Linked DNA regions of Anas platyrhynchos: region 1 is linked to region 2. Evidence: chromatin contacts called from public Hi-C data. All regions are on one chromosome and are shown on one strand. The core of a region is the stretch at or near the end of the contact, and the rest is flanking DNA. Distances in the headings are between cores, read along the strand shown.

Region 1 (3,366 bases), core at 221-2,720, 130 kb after region 2:
AGATGTATTTCTAGAATAATAATTAATAGTGCAATTGCACTTTGTACGCAAAAACACAACCCTGGTTTGGATTTACCCTGAGTTGGAACAACCCACGTAATGCTCACAGCTACAGAAAGCATGACCCCTCTCCAAAAGACGTAGGAAAATGTGTTTTCATTTAGAAATACTTTGCAACGCTGAATGTTATATGCAATGATCTTTCAGCTGTTCTAGGTGCTCACCATTTCCTTCGGTCAGACACTGTATGTACTCTGTACCTAAATGCTTATGACTATGAAGTCTGGTCTTATTATGCTACTATCGACCAATGACACCAATCAATGTTTTTCCTTTGCTTTGCTAATTCTCCAACTGTTTCTCTTCATGTCACAGCCTCGTGATGGAGGGGTTCCCTTCACCTGATGGCCCTGATGCAGGGAGACAACACCTCAGCACCCACAGCCCCGGCTGGTAAGCAGCACATAAAGCACCGCACAGGCTCCGTGCTCCAGCAGCGAGAGCCCACCGAGGTGTCGAGGTTCAGCGGGCAGGAAATCCTGTTAGCCTTGGGATAAACATTAGGTCAGGCGTAAACAAAGGGTTCACATGAGTGCTAAATCCTATCGCTCTTTGGCTTTGGGGAGAAGCAATACAGAGGGAGGGCTTTTTATTAAGTGGAAATTAAACAGCTGGCGGGGCTCAACCCTCCCGAGCCGCGCTGCACCCCGACCTGGGGCTCCCACCTTCCAGCTGAGGCCGGGACCGGGCAGAAAGGAGCAGCCAGGGGCCAGCAAAAGGCTTCTCCCCCCGGTCCCGGTCCCGGTCCCGGAGCACAGCGCCCGGTGCCGGGGGGCGCGGGGCCGGGCAGCCCCCGCCTGCGGCCGCTTCCCCGCTCCCCCTTAATCCTCCCGCACCGCCGCCTCCTCCCCGCCCGCACATAGCCCGCTCCAGCCCGCTCCCCTTCGGTCCCCCTCTCCCTTCGCTCTCCCCTCTCTCTTCCCAGGCTCTCCGTCCCTCCCCCAGCCTGGCTCAAAGCCCCCTCCTCGCCAGCCCTTCCCGGCGGGGGCAGCCCCCTCCTCCGCCCCCCTCTGCTGCCCTATATCCACCCTAATCCCCCTGCCGGACTCCCTGCAGCCTGCTGTCTGCTGCCGGCCACCGGGCTAATTCCGCGGGCGCAGCTTGGGGCCGGCACCTCCGGGGGCCAGGAACTGGGGAATGGGGACCGGAGAATAGAGACCGGGGGCTGGGGAATAGGGACCGGGACCGGGGACCCCACTCACCCGCTGGCTGCTGCAGCCGAGGCCGGCGGGGCAGCTGTGTCCGCCTGCCCGCCGCAAGTCACATCCCGGAGCCTGCGAGCACCGAGCCCCCCCGGGGCTGCTCATGGAGCGCCTGGCCCCGGCACGGCACAGCACGGCACGGAGCGGTGCGCTGCCCGCCCTGCTCTGCACCCTCCGCCCCGCTGCGCTACGACCCGGCGGCCAGCCCCCTCCCACCGCCCCGCCCCGGCACGGCTCGGCTCGGCTCGGCTCGGCACGTATCCACCTCCACGGGCACTGGCACGGCACGGCTCGCCCCCAGCCCGGCCGGATTGCTGCTGCGAGGTGCAGGGACCGCAGGGCACGGGGAGCCGGGAGCAGGCACCGTGCACAGCCAGGCGTGCGGTCCTGCGCGCCCCGGTGCTGTGCGGACGGGGTGCGAGAAATCCGGGCTGCACACCCATCCCGGCACAACGGCTGCGTGTGCACACCTCGGGCTGGTTTGGGGCTGGCAGGGGAGGGAGGCTTTGCAGCTCCGTGGCAGCTGGGGTTTGCGATGGGCTGGAAATATTCACCCCATCTGCCTCCGGTGCACGTGTCCAACCTGCTGCTACCTTAGACATTCAGAAGAGAGAAATTGTATTGAGCAAGCGACATTTTCCAGGTTGCTTATGCAGCACAATTCAGGAACAGGCCCTGTGAACACATGGGGCCCCGCAAAGGCGATGCTCAGAGCTGGTCGGTGCCTCCCAGTTCGCAATGTGCAGCTCACGTCCCCCTTCCCAGCCTCTGCACAGCCCAGCTCTGGAAAAGCTGCAACCCCTCCGAAAGCAGATGCTGTATTCACAGGACAGGGCTTCCTGCAGATTTCGGAAGGAGTTATTTGTAGCAGGGAAAGACAGCTTCAGTTGGTGATGTTCATTGCACAGCAAAAACTTGTCTGCCTTTTAAGCCTTTAGACTACATCCGTGCGACGCCCTGTGACTGGCAGCCGCCCTGTGCTGTGCGTCAGTCTTTTGATGCTTTCAAACTGCTAATGGGAAACTGGGCAGACACAAGTGCAATGGCGTTGTCAGCGGGGAGCGATGGACACCCGTCCTTCCTGACTGCAGGTAGCGCGCTGTGCATCTTGCCAGGCTTCCATATCCAGAGCCTTTCAAAGGGAAACTGCCGAAATGTGTTCTCCAACACAGATCTGTAACCTTTAACCAGCCTCATGCTAGCACGCATGGCTTCATTTAGATGTCAAATGTTATGTCCTGGGGGGTTACCTGAACTTCTCAGGGTAGCTGACGTGCAGTAAATCAGATGGTGCTGTTGCAATGCGATTCCCTGTGTTTAGGCTGGGCAGCAGGAGGAGAACAGCTGCAACAGAACAATTTCATGTTTCTGCTCTTTTCTCCCTTGCTGATTCTGGATTTTAGGCACTGGTGTTATTTGAGTCACATGTAAGCAATAATACCCTGCCCTTGCATCAGTCGATATCTACACGCTATACAAAGTAAACCAGGAAATTTACAGAAACTGAGGCAGTGAGAAGTGAAGTGGCTGTGAGCTGCCCAAGGTCACTCAGCAGCCTGGCAGGAGAGTAAAAAGTACCAATTCACTAGCTCTGCCTGTACCCCCACTCCAGCTCAGGAGTGTGAGCCTGTGTGCTACAGTAACAAGCAAAGATCTTCTTGTATATAGATAAACACACAGAGTTCTCTGTACCACGCTGGATACAGCGAGGTAGACCAGAGGGGAGGATGAATCACAAGAATTCATGTGATAAAGGTCTTGGCCCACTCACAATGGAGCAATGTACTGAGCCCTTCAGCAAATGCAAATTTTTGTCATTGTTCCCTTCCCTCTGTGCATCCCTACCACAACTCTTGGTACCAGTAAAGGAAGTGGCCTCCTCCATTTGCCTTTTACTGGCAGAGCAGGGAAAATAATGCTCCTCCCAACAAGTACTGGTGGAACATTAACAAGTAAGCCTGATTTCTCTCCCAGTGAAGCATATTTTTTAGTATTAGCTGCCATGAGTCTGTGAAGGATAGAACACAGAATTACCAAGGACTATTGTAGAGTAGATGGACTAAACCATAGCTCCCTTTGCATTACTTTCTTCTGGTAGTTAACG
Region 2 (3,383 bases), core at 387-2,886:
AATTTTAGACGAGATTAAGTGAAGTATATGTTCAACAAAAACTTGAGATGGCAAGATTTTAATTGTTTTATTGTTTCAGACTTGCAGACGATTGTGTATAATAATGATTCATATGCCTTATGTTTTCTTTTTGACGACTGCACTTTTTCTGAGCAGTTTCTCTTGTACCATGATCTAACAGCCCTTGTGCTGAAATCATGTTTCCTGGTTTCAGGGGGGTAAAAACCTCTACCAAAACCCAAGAAAAACAGTCTCTCATTTAAGAAAATCTAATACTGACATATCATGTTCATATTTTGTCTTGGTTGTCATATTGATGGATATTATTCTTCAACATGAGGAGAGTGGAAGTCTCTAAGTTCTTTCTCTTAATGAACTGGTAATGGGATGTTAACATTAGAAACCAGAGGAAAAACTTGGCTACTTAAGTGTTTGCAGTGCTTACTTCTTTGCTCTTTTACTGTAGAACTAGGGAACTGATTACTTAAATGTGAAATGGGTTATATTTTGTTTTCTTCCTAGTATCAGTGCAGTGCAACCTTGGAGGCTTTGTAACATGCGGACACTGATAAAGGAGAAAAAAGACTGATAAATTTTGTTGGGTTAAACAATAACTTTAAAAAGGAGGATTAATAGTAAGATGAAGAGAGTTCTCTTCAGCAAGGGCAACAAACAAGTTGGCTTGCTTGTGGCACTAGTTGTGACCTCTATCAGTAAGTGTGTCCTCTGCAGCTAGTTACATTGTTTAAAAACAAATGTTTTGTACCAGGTGATACCAGATTGCTTATGTAGAAAAAGCAAAATACTTCCTAAATACTTTGAAGATGTCACTGCACAGTGGCTCTGTGCTGTAACTTTTATTTGAAAGCTTCAAGGGGTGCCTTCCCTAATGGTGCAAATATAACAGTTTATACCAGTGGAGAACCTGCCTCCTTCATATAAATTCTCTGGCTCTTTAAAATTTCAGATGTAATCCAAAAAATGCCTGAGACAAGCTTCTGGCTTACTGAGTAGTCATCAAAATGCTGATTTGATTTCTTTTGTTTGGAAGCTCCAGAAATAGGAGTGGAAAACATCTCAAAGGGGAAAAAAAAAAAAAAAAAGACAAGTGTAACCTGTGCCGCAGGTGGCAAAGCTTGCTGTTGATATATCAGAGCTAAGGACTGATGCTTTTAAAGGATGTTTTATATACTGTATTTATTATTAGCATAGTCAATATGTTGACATAAAGATAAGTTTAGTGTGTGAGTAAAAATGAATGCATACCTTCAGGTCAGGTTTCACACCTGAGCCTCTTTTACTTTAAGCATGTTTCCAATGTGTGTAATAAGACCTTGTAGCACAACTTCGTTTGTTTTTAATGAACTTTCATGCGGCCTTTCTCTTGACAAGTGCCAGAATTTGTTTGTTGTATTTGATCTGTGTTTTTTATTTATACATACTTAATTTATCTGACTTTTTATTTTGTGTGCAACTGTAATATCATTACAGAAGTGTATTTATTTTTGTACTTTCATTTTCACCGGTCTTGCTTTTTACTTAAACATGTTGCACAATAAACCTGCAATCTTTCAAAAGATTGGGCTATTTGTTTGTTTGCCCCCTAATTGCACGAAAATCGCCGCGTTAATTAGGACGGGGCCGCGGGATGGGGCGGGGCGGGAAATGGCGGCGGAAGGCTCAGCACGGCCGCCGCATCACGTGACGAGGGGGCAAGATGGCCGCCTTCCCCTGGTGAGCCGGTGGGAGGGGGCCGGGGGCGGGCAGGGCCCGGGGCCGAGGCTTCTGAGGGGGCTGCCGGGCTCTGCGGCTCCGTGAGGGGAGCGTGGGGGGCACGGCGGGGGGAGAAGCCTTCGGGAAGCGAACCCCGGCGGGGCTCGGGGCCGCTGGGCCTGAGGGGGCTGAGGCGGCGGCGGCGGGGGGTCCTGGAGCGTCCCCCGGGGTCGTGGCGCCGCGGTCCCCCCTCAGGATGCCGAGGGAGGCGGCTGAGGGGGGCGGTGGCTGAGGGAGCGGGCTGCTGAGAGCCTTTACGGGCTTTAAGGGCTCTTCGTTTGTTTTCCCGAAGTAAACAAGAAAAATAGTTTAGAGCAGTTCGTTTTTTGGCCCGGTGTGATCCTGCTGCCTTTTATGATGCCCCTCTAAGAGGAAGGGGCAGGGGAGATAACGGAGGTGCGGTCCCGCCGTGCCCAGGGGATGTCGCTGTTGATCCCCATCGGAGCCTCCTTGGTGGGTACCGTGAGGTGAAGGTTTCTGTGGAGAGAATTTAAATTTGCTACCAAGGGCTTTAGTTTCCATTAATTACCTTATACGAGCTCACTGGGACTGGGCGCTGTGGTTGTGGGCGTGTGCTGAGGAAGCAGAGCCCAGGCGGCAACACGAAGCGTTTCCACAGGAGCACAGCATCCAGCCGGGGAAGCTGCGCTTTGTACAAAACAATAATTTACATGGGCTGGTGGTGTGGTGAGGAAGGATAAAGGGGGCTCTGTCTCTGACAGAATTAAGGAAGATATGATTGTAGTTACTCTTTTCTCCAAACTTGTTTTTCTTTACAAATAAGCTGTGTTTCTGGAAGGCTTGCCCTCCTGATGCAGCTGATTTACTGGAGTCCTGAGCAAGCTAACAAGGCTAACGTAGAATCAAGAAAAGTAAAATGCAGTGTTGTGGTTTAACCCAGTTATTGGGTTGACATAAATTTCCCATATGTATATATTCATGCTGAAAATCATATCTTCTTTGTTATTAACATGAGCAAATATTTAATATAAAGTGGAAATAATTCATAGCTGTAAAAGTTTGTTGACGGAAACCAGTTGAAATTTTATATCAATGTCAGAGCCGTGCTTTCTAAACTAAAGCCTTTTGCACTGCAGTGAATTTAAAACGTGTATTTACACAGCTAAGAAAATCTGAGGGTATAATACAGTTGTAAGCCATCAGGTGGCTGCTGGAATTGCTGGCGTGCCCTTAGCGTGCCCTAGTGACCCTGCAGAAACTGCAAGGAACAGGCACGGCTGCAACTCCTGGCTTTCTGGGGGGCTGGGAGCTGAAACAGCTCCAGTAGCCTGTGGGGTAAGGTAATAGCAGTCCCAGGAGAACGGACCGCTTGCGGGGAGGAGGTTGGATGTCTGGCAGGCATTCAAGGTTGATGGCAACCACAGTAATCCTCCTGTGTGAAAAACGCTTGAAAACTGCTGTGGAGAAAGTACCTGCAGGCAGGGGCGTATCCTGCTGCATGCACTGCAGGTGGAACCCTGACTTGGCCTGAATCTTGTTTTCTCCTGGAAGCTGGCTGTGCTGCTGTGGCCGAGAAAGGAAAGCTTAATCTGCTTTCCCTAGAGGAGAGGCAGAACATCATGGCAAAGCGAGCTTGAACTCCTTACTCG

Evidence for each region. Hi-C and Micro-C count contacts between places; a contact is called where the count stands out from the background.
Region 1: a contact with region 2 is called in a Hi-C map of liver, with 5 times the contacts expected there. The contact joins the promoter of GPRC5B here to the promoter of VPS35L in region 2. A contact is called at or near these places in 2 of 8 Hi-C or Micro-C datasets (liver and subcutaneous adipose tissue).

Annotation. Positions count from the first base shown.
Region 1 is chr15:11,764,016-11,767,381 of IASCAAS_PekinDuck_T2T, forward strand. It overlaps GPRC5B (G protein-coupled receptor class C group 5 member B), which reads right to left and starts at 1,471. Exons shown (of 4, transcript XM_027468815.3): 1 at 1,263-1,471. It overlaps LOC139998781 (a long non-coding RNA gene), which reads left to right. Exons shown (of 3, transcript XR_011803704.1): 1 at 1-245; 2 at 376-453.
Region 2 is chr15:11,633,815-11,637,197 of IASCAAS_PekinDuck_T2T, forward strand. VPS35L (VPS35 endosomal protein sorting factor like) reads left to right here and starts at 1,637. Exons shown (of 31, transcript XM_027468792.3): 1 at 1,637-1,734. The coding sequence starts at 1,718. It overlaps CCP110 (centriolar coiled-coil protein 110), which reads left to right. Exons shown (of 15, transcript XM_072024139.1): 15 at 1-1,577.